Linked DNA regions of Mus musculus: region 2 is linked to region 1. Evidence: chromatin contacts called from public Hi-C data. All regions are on one chromosome and are shown on one strand. The core of a region is the stretch at or near the end of the contact, and the rest is flanking DNA. Distances in the headings are between cores, read along the strand shown. Region 1 holds the start of Coq7 (demethyl-Q 7). Region 2 overlaps Gde1 (glycerophosphodiester phosphodiesterase 1).

Region 1 (6,360 bases), core at 776-3,275:
TGTAATGGGATCTGATTCCCTCTTCTGGTGTGTCTGAAGACAGCTACAGTGTGTTCACATATATAAAATAAATCTTTTTTTTAAAAGAAGAATAACAAGGAGCTGAGCAGGTGGGCCAAGTTTATATGGCTGGCTTTTGAGGTGTGATAAACAGGATTCTTTATAACTGAGAACACACTGGAATGTTCTCTCAAACACAACTTCTGCACTCAATGACTGGGAGAGGGTAGTGTTTGTCCTTTTACCTAAGAAATCAGTATAGGTATTAATCCCAGCATGAGTTGGCAGAGCTCTGTGAATTGAAGGATATCCTGGTGAACAAGCAAGGTCCAGGTCAGCCAGCGCTAGAGGCTGTCTCAAAACCAAATTAAAACCTATCCAGTAGCAAGGCTAGTTTTATTTTTTTAAGGAGACACACACTTAAGGTTTTTTTTTAATTATTATTATCATGAGGGTATATGAAACAAAGGAAACTAAGTTACTTCATAAATGAAAACAAGTGATTCTTATTGTTAACCTGTTCACTGGGTTAGCAAGGAACCTTAAAATTCACATCCCTGAGACCTGACTGCCTTGTTACACACTTTAAAATAAAGCTGAATCGCAGAGCTAGAAGCTCTCAAGAGTGCTGTTCCAGCCATGGTATCTGGGAGATTTTAAGTGGCAAATGAGAAGATTTTAAGTGGCTTATGGACACATAAATTACATACTAAGAGGCTCTTAAAAAGTCTCTTCTGATCCATTTATCACCAAGGAAAACATCTCTATAACTGGCATGTCTTGAAAAATATCCAAACACTTGCTAAGCACTCTTCTCTTCCAGAAAGAAAAACAACCTTGGACTCAAGCCTTGGAAGGCACACACAACAATATCTAATGAAGTTTCATAGCTGTTCTCATGGTATTGGTGGTGGTGGTGGTGGTGTGTGTGTGTGTGTGATTACTCATCCATTTGGGGGCAGACAATTCTGGCTTATTATTTACCAAAAGGATGTAGTTTCAATTAAATTACTTAATAAGTTGTAGTTAAACAAAAACACATCTCAAACCTCCAAACAATATTGCCTTCAGGCAAAATAGAAATCTAATGCTTGAAGATTTAGTTTCGAGAAAATGACCACGATTTTCTGGGGCAGCTCGGATGAATCAGACCTGAATCCAAACCTACCTCTCTCCATTCCAAATTCAAAGCTTACCATATTTTGCAATACAAACAGTCCCATGAGAGGCTTGATAAAAACAGAGACTCTACGGCTCAAAAGAAGGCTCAGCAGTTAAGAATGTGTACTGCACTTGCAAATGACTTGAGTTGGGCTCCCAGCACCCATATATAGGGATTCACAAACTGCCTGTTACTCTAGTTGCAGATTCAAACCCCAATTCTGGCCTCTCTAGAATTTAATTATTGTGCGCACGCACGCGCGCGCGCGCGCGCACACACACACACACACACACACACACACACACTTTTTAAAACTCTAAAACCTATCAATCCAGTGGATAATGAGGGGGACCCGAAAATCTGCATTTATAACAGATTGATGCTGTCGTCGGAAGGCTACTTTGCTTGAGAAAGTCCCGAGTGGAGACCGGAGGGACACTGCAGGACACTCAAGTTCCACACTTGCACTGACGTCACATCACAGGCTGGTAATCACTTGTTCCCCGGCAGGGCATCCTGCAGAAGTTCACCCGTTCCTATCAATCAACTAGACGTACTACAAACCCCACCCCCATGTCGCGCGCTTGTGACGTATAGACGTCCTCCCCGTGACATCCGTGACCTCCACTGCAAATAGTCACCGGCGAAGAGCCCCGCGCCGAACCACGACCCCGAACGGCCGGTACCTGAGAAGGGCCTCCGGACACCAGTGCGCAGGCGTCCCACGGAAGCAGCCGCTATGGCTCCGGCGGCGCTCATCGCTGCGGACAATGCAGCTATGGTCCAAACGCCCCGCCAATCGTGCTCTCGACTCAGGGTGATGACGCATAGATGCCGCGGACCGAGAGCCAGAGGAAACGCCCCTAGGCCCTGGATTACACCCGATTGGTTAGAAATGACCGATTCACGTACTCTATTGGGTCTTCCCCCTGTCGATCATTGTAACGTCGTGAAGGCGCCCGGTCGGCTCTTAGGGTTGATGCAGAGCTGCCCTGGAGAGGCATTTTAGGTTAGGGTTTCTCCCTGTCTTGGAAAGGCGACCCGCAGGTCACTGTTGTTTCCTCCACGTTATGGAGATTATTTTTCTCTATTAAGAGCCGATTTACACCTGAAAGTCAGCAATTACCTGGTAAAACATGCCAGTTTTCGGTGTAATTGTGGGTTTCCCAGTTTGTTTCCCGTTACTTTCCGTTCCTTCTCAATTTTTATATTGAGATTTGCTTCATTGTTCATCCTTTACTGGATTATTCATGGCCTAGTGCACATTAGTGATGAACATAGCTGTGTGTTGAGGGAAGGAAAATTTAGTAACATACATTAAACATTTTAAAGTGCATATCCATTAATATGACAGCTAGGATCTAGCCAATAGAAATAAATTTTCAAGTCAGATAAGTATATAAGGGGAAAAACCATACCTGCAAGGATAATCAGTGCCTATTATAGGACCACTAGAGACTGTGGCTTTAGGAAAACTAGAGTTTGCACCCTTGGCGGGAGGGGGGCGGGTATTTGATTCATAGCTACTGTAAAATAAATGAAACTACTAACCCATTCTATATAATTATAGTGTTCAATTAGTATACTACAGTAACTTAAAATTAAGACGAGCCCAAGTACTGGGCCTTAGCGGCAGTGAGGGTACTTAAATATTCCTGTGGAATACTCAACCTAAATCTGGCTCTCAAAGCCTTCAAATGTTCAGAACCTTTCCCGTGCATTCCACTTCTAGATCTGTCCTAAAGAGATAAAAGAATGTTGAGGTGTATGTCCTAGTTATTACTGGAAATTTTTGGAAGTGTTAAAAAATTGGAGCTAGAGAGAGCTCAGAAGTTGAGAACACTTCTTGCTCCTGTAGAGGACCTGGGTTTGATTCCCAGAAGCCACAGCAGGAAGCTAACAACGGCCTGTAACTCCAGTTCCAAGTGACCCAGCACTCTCCTCCGGACTCTCTGCACATGTGACACACAGACAAATACATGTTTTTTAAAAAGGTTACCATCAAGAGAATGCTAACAAACTATGACTCATGAGCACAGTTAGCAGCTCCCTGAAATGGATGTAATGACGAGTTCAGATCTGATTATGTCACTCAGGCTTGCCTTAAACTGGTGAAATGGCTGCTTTGGCCTCTGGAGCTTCCAGGGGTGTTAGAACAATGAACTTTGAAAGAACTTTGGATAAAATAGAACATTTAAGTGGAAAATATGAGACTACTACATTTTCTTTCTTCCCTCCATTTGTGCTTGCTTGCTTTCTTCTCCCTTCTCTCTCCTCTCTCTTTTTCTCTTTCTCTCTCTCTTTCCCTTCCTCCTCCCTCTTCCCCTTCCCCCACTCTGGTTATGAGACAAGAATTTCACCCTGTATCCAGATGACTTTCAACTTGCTGTGTCATCCAGGCTGGCCTTTGGTGCCTCTTTAAAAAAAACTTGTGTGCTTATGTGTAATTTTGATTTTTCTCTGTGGTTTTCAATGTTCTCATACTTTATAGTAAGCACTTTCATATTTTCAAAAGACAACGAAGAATATGTGATTCCATAATCAAATTCTGAAATATAAAAGCAAGTTTGTCTTAGTTTTGTATTTTAAGTGTAAGGGAACTGTCTCTGAAGGTGAAGGAATTTGTTCACAGTCACACAGCAAAGAGCATGTCCCATGTTTCAAGTACCTCTCATGCTCTGGACAGGTTTCTGGTAAAGCCTCACTCTACAGAGTAAAGATGTGTTCAGAAGTTCTCACACGGTCAGATCTTGTACCACCCAGGAAAAAATGAATTCTTCTGTTCGCAAATACTTAGAGCATAGTGGCTAGCTGCCATCAGATTTTTGGCTGTGAGGTCTGATTTGCCAACTTAACAGTTAATGCAAAGTAAAGACCTGTCTAACTGGATTCTCCTTCACTGAGATGAGAACATTTCGTGGCTGCGAGAACCTGCAGGTCTGCTCTGCCAGAAAGAAATAGAGAGGGAGAGAGAGAGAAAGAAGGAGAGAGAGAAACAGACAGATAGACAGACAGGCAGACAGACAGACAGAGGGGAGAGAGAATAGAAAAGAGAGGAAGGGGAAAGAGAAGGGAGAAAGAAAAACAGAACCGGAGCCTATAGTAGCAGACGGGAAGTGAAAATGTTTGCAAAGGCTTTTAAAGTTCAATTTCCCAGTGTTCCTATGGGGGAAGAATGACAATACCTACTTCAAGTACCCACCAGTGACTGCATAGTTACTGGAAATGTGTGTTACCACTGTGGAAGGCTAGATGGCCATTACAAAAGGGAGCTACTTGGAGAGAACATCAAGATGTTATTAAGGAGAAATTAAAAAATATGTATTCACAACACGCACCCAACACATATATAGCTACTTTCAATATTTATTATATATTTATAGAATATTAAAATAAATACAAACAGTGGCTTTCAATGGTAGCAAGATATAAAATGCTTAAGATATTGTCTTTGACGTTCAAAACACACAAACCTGCTTTTCTTTGGCTTCTTAATAGCCAAGAGGAGACAAGACTCATCTAACACATCCATCGATGTCAAAATGCTACTTCCTCTAACTGCAGTGACAAAGAGCAACTTTACTGAGTATTGCAGTTCTCTTCATCACTTAACCAGTGATGAAGAGCGTCTGTGGGTTTGAGGACAACCATACTCTAAAACTTTCAAGACACGGAATCAGGAGTTTAACACACACCCGTTAGAGAGCCGCACTTTAAAGCTATACAGACATTGCCTGGTTATTCCAAGTTATTAAAATATTCAAGTAGGAGGTGCACACATTAGCAGCACTAACTAAAACCAACATACCAATTGGCATATTTTGTTATCTGTTTTATAATAAAGAAAATATGTTGTTTATTTTATCTACCATTCCTACAAACATAGGACAGCAGATTATCCTCAGGGCCACAGTGAGGACAAGAATGCTTCATGAAGGCACTAGGCAAAAATGCCAGCAACCAGGATTTGTAGAATGAGAATGGAGTAAACTTTGGTTTATTCAAAACTCCTGTTGTTAGGCTTTAAAACTCATAGATCTTAAAATACAAGAAAATGTTACAAAGCACATGTTCCCACAGGAACAAAAATATCCCAGGTTAACAGCCTCATGGAAGATGACGGAAATGATTGTGTAGAGCTTGAGGATATGAGTTCCGCCTCCAGATGTACATATGCACACACACACACACACCCCTCACCAAGGGCCCTTTATACGAATTCACACATGTAAGATATGGACACACACACATCAATACACACAGACACACACACATCTGACAAAGCACCCTTTATACACACACAGACATGGAAGCTACAACGAGTTTGCTTTGCTCCCAGAGGGAAGCCAATCATTTTTGAGGAACAAGGCAGTGATCAGAGCAGGGAAGTCCATCTTGGCAGCTTTCTGAAACATTAATTGAAATTTAAAGGTTAGGAGCCAGTGGAAAACAGTAAAGACTCCACAGTCCCATCACAGGACTGCAGTACATTGACAAAGACCTTAAAGTGAAAGCAGATCAAATTAGACACCACTAAAAGGGACGCCCCATAAGGGAGGCTTATGATGAGGTATTTATTAAATACAGCTTTTACTATGCTGGAGATCTCAAGAGATACTCTGTCTTTGTAATGTTTTATAAAAACAAAGGAACACACACACAAAGTTTTAAACTCAGGCAAACAAAATCTAGCCCTTTGACATGTGTACTTAAGTAATCAGAACCCAACCTTTGTTTGTATTATGGGGCGTTCTTAGGAACAGGCTGGGCTGTGGACCTACACCTGAAATCATACATAAAACCCCTGCTCCTTAAACCCAGCTCCAATTCCAAAAAGCATATTGCAGCCTAGCTCTGAATCACTCTGCATCTTTCAGGAATGAACAGCTCCATGCACGGAAGAGGAATAACACTTGGAAAACAGAGGAACTGCCTGTGCACCTTGCAAAGTTAAACCCCTCTTCAATTCTGTCACCAAATCTTAGAAATTGGGGCCAGGTGGAGACTAAAGGCTAATGGCTAACCAGTTGGCTAAGGTCACTTTCCCTGGAGGAGTGAACAAGGCTGGAGAAAAGTTCCAAAAAGCTGAAATTGCCACCTGGCCTAGTCCTCTCCTCAAGGGGGTGATACTGACTGGGCATGGGTGGGAATTCAAGTGTGATGGGGTACACAGCGGGGATGGATTTCCTTTCTGCCTT
Region 2 (6,641 bases), core at 3,827-6,326, 160 kb after region 1:
GACTTCTAAGGGGTAATAATTAAATATAAGATAAAACAGAAGCTAACACATTGGAGTTGAGCAAAACAGAAGGAAAAGAACCCAAGAAAAGACACAAGAAACAGACACCCACTTGTTCCTACACTCAGGAATCCTGTAAAAACACTAATATGTACCCAAAGGACATGTAGGGTATAAGGAGAAAAATAGAATAAAATTATATATATATATATATATATATATATATATAAAACCCAACACGACACTATGAGATGAAGGACTTCCAAAGTTGCCACTGGGTTCCTTTCCTATTGGCCATCAACTGCTGGACATGAGACCTGCCCTTAAGAGTAGTGAGAAAGCTAATTTTTTATTTGCCAGTGGTTATGAACTGGTGGCAGCTTCTGGGATGGGCCTGTGTCCACTTCTCTCAGCTCCAGGACCCATGCAGGCCCTGTGCATGCTGCCTCAGCCTCTCTGAGTTCATATGTGCATCACTCTCGTTGTCTTAGAAGGTCTTGGCTTTTGTTTTTTGTGTTTTGTTTTTTTGTGACTTCCATCGCCTCTGGCTCTTACTCTTTCTGCCTCCTCTTCCACAAGATTTCCTGAGCCCCGAGGGGAAGAATTTGATGGAGAATTCCCATTTAAGGCTGAGTATCGGAAGCTATCTCGCTCTCTGAATAATGTCTGGCTGTGGGTCTCTGTTTATTCCCATCTACTACACAGGAGGAAGCTTCTCTAATGATGGGAACTGATTTATGAGCAGAATGTCATTAGGAGTCATCTTCTTGCTATGTTCTTTTAGTAGAACAGTATTTGGTTTTACAGCAGATCCCTGGGCTATCTCGTCTCAGATTCTTGGTCACCCAAGCAGGGTCAAGTATGGGTTCCATCTCATGGAGAAAGCCTCAAGCAAATCAGATCTTGTGCGGTTACTCCCTCAAGCTTTGTGCTACCATTGTACTAGCATATCTCACAGGCAACGCACTATTGAAGATCCAAGGGTTTGAGGCTGGGTTGGTGTTCACGTTGGTAGCAGAATACCTTCAGCCCATAGGGTGAAGGCTCTATGTAGGCAGCAACTTGACTTCCCCGTGTTCAGTGAGTTGTGTTGTCTTCAGCAGTGAGGCTGTGCTGCCAAGCTGTGGAGAACAACCTGCAGTCTCAGCAATAGCTCAGGTTGTTTGGGAGTTCCCATGAGACTAACAATGCAATGAGACATAATCTAATCCCAGTACGGCAAGCTTCGTTGGGTGACAAGATGTCCAGTTGGGGCTCTGTATTCTCCATTAAGGTGAGCTTATTGAGATCGCCTCCATATATATATGTACAGGAAGCTTCAGTGGTATTAGGTTTCCATGCTACCCCTCACATGGTCCTTAATTTCAGGTGTCTCTCCCCTTATTCCCTCCATTGTGCCCTGTTCCCACTCCCTACTTGACTGTTTCATTCCAGCCCTGCCCCTATCCATCCATAACTATTCTAGTTCCCTTTTCTTAGGTAGAAATGTCTTTCCCCCCAGCCCCTTACTCTATACCTAACCTCTGTGGTTCTATGGATTGTAGCTTGGTTATCGTTGACTTAACAGCTAACAGCCACATACACATGAATAGTTACCATATTTGTCTTTCTGGGTCTGGGTTACCTCACTTGGGATCCTTTTTTTTTCTTTCCCTTTTCTTTCTTTGTGATGGTTTGTATATGCTTGGCCCAGGGAGTGGCACTAGTAGGAGATATGACCTTGTTGGAAGTAGGTGTGTCACTGTGGGTATGGGCTTTGAGACCCTCATCCTAGCTACCTGGAAGTCAATCTTCTCATAGCTGCCTTTGGAACAAGATGTACAACTCTCAGTCTGTGCCTGCACCATGCCTGCCTGGATGCTGCCATGCTCCCATCTTGATGATAATAGACTGAACCTCTGAACTTGTAAGCCAGCCCCAACTAAATACTGTCCTTTATAAAAGAGTTGCCTTGATCTTGGTGTCTGTCCACAGGAGTAAAACCCTAACTAAGACCTCCCCCTCCTCTTCCTCCCCTGCCTCCCATCTCTCAACAACCCTTCCTATCTCTGCCCCCACTTCCATGCACTCCCAATCACCTCTCCACTGGTACTTCCCCCTTCTCTTCCCTCTGCACTTTCACCTCTCCCAACCCTCTCACCCTACCCCTGCCCTCTCCCCACCCCTCCCCCCACTCCTCCCTATCCTCTCCCCACCCCTCTCTCCCACCCCTGCCCTCCTCACCCCTCTCCCCCACCCCTGCCCTCCTCACCTCTCTCCTTCCACCCCTGCCCTCCTCACCCCTCTCTTCCCCCACCCCTGCCCTCCTCACTCCTCTCTCCCCCCACCCCTGCCCTCCTCACCCCTCTCTCCCCCATCCCTGCCCTCTCCCCACCTCCTTTTCTACCCTGTTCACTTTCCCTTTCCTTTGTTCTCCTCCCCTCCTTGCAGCCCCTCCTCTTCTGCTTCTCTCATTTCCTCTCCTGATCCCTTCCCTGCTCCTCTCCCCTCATCTCCTTTCCCCGCCACACCTACTTTCCTGTCTCTCAATTCTCACCCCTTAGCTCCCCAGCTCCTCCCCTTATTCCCTGACTTCTCTCCATTCCACACTCTACACTCCCCTCTTTCCCTGACTCTTCCTCTCTCCATTCTCTCCTCCCCCAGCTCTTCCCTCCCACATCAATGCTTTTGCTTTTCTCCCCAGTCCATCATCTTCCCCCACCTCCTCCCTCCCTGGTGCCCCTCCCCCCTTTCCTGTCTCCCAACCTCACCTTGCTCCATCTCCCCTCAGCCCTCACCCTTTTCTAGGAAATCCCCCCCTTTGCTCCTCTCCTGTCCTGTTATGTCACATGCCAGGCACCCATTTTGAAGGGCCCCAAGGCTCAATCAGGCCTCAGATGTGTTTTCTGGGGTCACGTTCTCCTCCCTCGTATCACTTGGTCACAGTGTGACATGCTTAGATATTTAATAAATGTTAAAAATTTCAAGAGAAGCCGGGCATTGTGACGCACACCTTCAATCACTTGGGAGGCAGAGGCAGGCGGATTTCTGAGTTCGAGGCCAGCCTGGTCTACAGAGTGAGTTCCAGGACAGCCAGGGCTACACAGAGAAACACTGTCTCAAAAAAAATTTTTTTTTTCCCAAGAGAACTTCCTTGGGCTTAAAGCTCGGTGTGGAGTATATGCTCACTGTGAGTCCCTGGGCTCAGTCTAGCACCAAAACTAATGGAAGGCAAAGGTTTTTAAATATTTTGAGTCTATGTAGTCAGGCTGGCTTCAAAATGAAGGCTCTCCTGCCTCTGCGTCCCAAGTACTGAGATTACAGGGGTATACCATCACAGCCAGCCTGAAGCTGACCTGTCTGCCCCTGCTAGCTTCTCCCTCCCACCTCTCTGACCTTTCAGCCCCATCTGTGGCCTGCCATAGACCCACAAGCTAGTCATGGTGTTTCCACAGTCCTGCTGGCGTACAGCAGCCAGTGAGTTTTAGAATGCCACCAGTCCATACAGCTAGGTGACAAGAAAGGATGTCAGGTTTTGATACTGTGTGTGAAGGCTCTGGTAATAAAGGAGACCTCAGATACTTCTAGTCAACATTTATAAAGAGCCAGGTGTGGCAGCACATTCCCATAACCCCTATAGTTGGAATGCTGAGGCAGAAAGCTTAAGACCAGCCTGAGATCAATAACATGACTGTCTCAAAAACCCAAGGACTTGGGGTGAGGCTCAGGGGTGGAGCACTTGTCTAGGATGCACAAAGCCTTAGGTTTGATCTCCAGCAAAGAAACTAGCTTCTTTTTTTTTTTTTTTTGGTTTTTTTTCGAGACAGGGTTTTTCTCTGTATAGCCCTGGCTGTCCTGGAGCTCACTTTGTAGACCAGGCTGACCTCAAACTCAGAAATCCGCCTGCCTCTGCCTCCCGAGTGCTGGGATCAAAGGCATGTGCCACCACTCCCGGCTCTAGCTTCATTTTAAATGTCACCACTTACAGCTATGTCTCTTGATGCTGGCCTACAACCTCAGCTACTTGGGAACCTGAGAGATTTTACGTTTATGGCTACTCTAAATAACTTAGTGGAACTCTGTCTTAAAGGGGCTGGAGTGAGTTAAAAGCCTAGCAGACAGAGGCGCTCACCAAGCTTGATGACCTGAATTCAACTTTGTGACCCGCGTGGTGTGAAGACCCTGGCAAGCCGTCCTTCCATCTCCACATGTGTGCCACGTGCACTCTCACACCAAAGGGAATTTGAAAATTTTTCTTTTTGAGATGGGGTTTCTCTGTGTAGCCCTGTCTGTCCTAGAACTTGCTCTGTAGACCAGACTGGCCTGAACTCAGAATCTCCCTGCCTCTGATTCCAAACTGCTGGGATTAAAGATGTGTACCACATCTGGCTTAATTTAAATTTGTTTTAAAAAGAGGTCTAGATATAACTCTGACAGACGACTTACCACAGGTAAAGCCTAGGCTGAATTTCTAGCATCGCATGCTAAGGCCTGGTATGAGGGTTCAACACGGAAAAAGTGCTACCAAACCCAATAGTCTGAGTTCAACGTCAGGGACCCATGGGGGAAGGACAAACCTGCAAGTCGTCTTCTAACGTCTGGGGCAGCAGTGGTGGTACGTGTTGCCACCCCTTCCTTCAACAACTAAAAACAACACACACACACACACACACACACACACACACACACACACACACACAGCCGCTTTGTCCCTGTGGGATGGCCAGGGCCTGGAACTGGACACTGCCTGTGGACTTTATGATGGACTCAGGTACGTCCCTAACTGCGCTGCCTCTGCTTCCTCACCTCTGAAGATGATGCCAAGCATCCGTAAGCGTTTTGCCCAGGGCTGCAGATGACTGTGCTTACAAATGCCTCATCTAGTTCCCAGTCTAGAGCAACGACAGCAAAAGGAACAGTAGGTCTGAGTCAGGGCTGAGGCCGGCACCAGTCTGTGCATCTGCAATTGAGAAATGAAGAGCAGCCCAGATCCTCAGACCCGTTCTCCTGGTTCTTTATCTAAGAACCTGCCAGTGATCAGGCTTCCAAGCACGATGGGAAAGCTGCCGCTCTGCCCCCTGGTGGTCAGAAGTGCTTACATCAAGATGACACAGATAATTCCAAGTCTTGAAACTAAAGCAGGAAAGGCCTCCCAGGCACTGTAGGACCAGAAGATCAGTACACAGTTTGCCCTCTGTTCACCTTTCAATGATTTTATTAGTGTGGTCACAAGTTTGACACCTACAGGTCGCCATTAACAAAGCTGACGACAAATATTGGAAATAAGTGAATTACTGAAGTACGGCAAGATTTAAAATGTCAACTTGGAGTGATCATGCAAGCCCCATGCATTGGTGCCTGCGCCCTAATTGCAGGACCCACTCTGCTCATCCTCGTGGCTCTGTACCCTCAGCGGGGTCAGGGTGGGGCCACCCTGCCTTTTTGCAGATCCAGAATTTTAAGGGCAAGTGTGGAGCCTTCCTTGGAGCATGGTCACCATGCCTGGTTTCTGCTTGTTGGGGTGACACTGTGACTATTGCTAGTATGAGCCACAGGGTCCCCAGGGCTTGTGCTAACAGAGTGTTCTCATGTCCCTGCAAGAGGCCTCCAGGCAGTTTCGCAACTGTGTTTCCTCCTGGGGAGTCTAGAAGTGAGGTGCACAGTCTTCTAGCATGCTGTCAGTGATGTAGCTGGACCCAAGGTGGGACTCGTAGTAATTCTTTTCATCAAAGGTATTGACAGTCCAACTCACAACCTGGATTCCTTTAGCTGACCACTTCTTCAAATAGTCCCTGGAGAAAAGGGGAAAATCAGCCGTGTTAGAATGGACAGCTGTCCTGGAATTGAGAGCTCAAAGCATGTGCTCTGTGACTGCCAACTGCTCCCAGAGAGCCTCCAGCTGGCCTCCTACCGCAGTCAGAGGCTGGGAAGCAGGCACGGCTTATGTCTGCTTTACATCATCATCCGAGCTCACACACATCACAGTCACCAAGGGCTATCATCTCTGCCCTCTTACACCAACCACACTGTCCGTTTCTCTCTGTACTGCAGGAGCCTCCCTTTCAGGTCACCAGAGCTTCTCTGTCCTCCGCTCCTGGGGAAGAACAGCGCTCTACACCCTCCCTCAACGCTTTCTTCCTTGCAGTTCACAGGCAGAGCTTAGTTTGCTCCTGGCACCCTGTCCCATATCTGGTGAAAAGCTGAGAAGTCCTGAGTGTCCCCAGGTATGGGAAAGGTCACAATATAAAAGCAGCTGTTGTGACACAAACCAGAAACATACCTTCAAACAGCAAGCCTAGAACAACCACATTTTCTCAGATTTACAGGTGATTCAAGATGATTCAGTGACTTCCAGGCAGACAAAAGGCTCACAGCCCCCACTCCAGAACTGGTAATTTCTCAAGACAAATGAGCTACCTTGGCGTGTAGCTGAGACATCCTCAAGGAAGATGCCAGGTAACCACTCTGGTGAGGCCAGGTAAAGAGACCCAGGTGTGAGCCTCCCACCTCCACCATGCCCACTTCCTCACGTGCTCCCACAGCACTGGCCCGACAAGAGCAGGCCTGGATGTCCTTTACCCGCTGGCTGATAGAGAGGCTGGAGTGTGACCCTGGGCCTCGGGCACGCAGGGAGGCAGTCATCCTCAACTGTACCGCAGCGT

What was found. Hi-C and Micro-C count contacts between places; a contact is called where the count stands out from the background.
Region 2: a Hi-C map of cerebral cortex shows a contact between it and region 1, with 2.9 times the contacts expected there. The contact joins the enhancer-like site here to the promoter of Coq7 in region 1. A contact is called at or near these places in 4 of 39 promoter capture datasets (the 3T3-L1 cell line, embryonic stem cells, hippocampal neurons and 1 more), 1 of 15 datasets of contacts at CTCF or cohesin (large pre-B cells), 28 of 484 Hi-C or Micro-C datasets (the AML12 cell line, B cells, the C2C12 cell line and 22 more), 10 of 115 datasets of contacts at active chromatin or transcription factors (astrocytes, embryonic stem cells, epiblast stem cells and 5 more) and 2 of 9 other capture datasets (adipose tissue and embryonic stem cells).

The regions. Positions count from the first base shown.
Region 1 is chr7:118,531,331-118,537,690 of GRCm38.p6, forward strand. Coq7 (demethyl-Q 7) reads right to left here and starts at 2,026. Exons shown (of 6, transcript NM_009940.3): 1 at 1,849-2,026. The coding sequence starts at 1,921. Tmc7 (transmembrane channel-like gene family 7) reads right to left here. Exons shown (of 16, transcript NM_172476.4): 16 at 4,514-6,360.
Region 2 is chr7:118,683,380-118,690,020 of GRCm38.p6, forward strand. Gde1 (glycerophosphodiester phosphodiesterase 1) reads right to left here. Exons shown (of 6, transcript NM_019580.4): 6 at 5,179-5,771. The coding sequence ends at 5,624. Among named protein-coding and RNA genes, the nearest start is that of Gde1, 19 kb to the right of the region's middle. Within about 2 kb of position 5,077, at least 26 of the 459 cell types and tissues checked have an H3K27ac peak or open chromatin away from gene starts, as enhancers often do. A contact at or near this core is called in cerebral cortex and muscle stem cells, where this site is marked.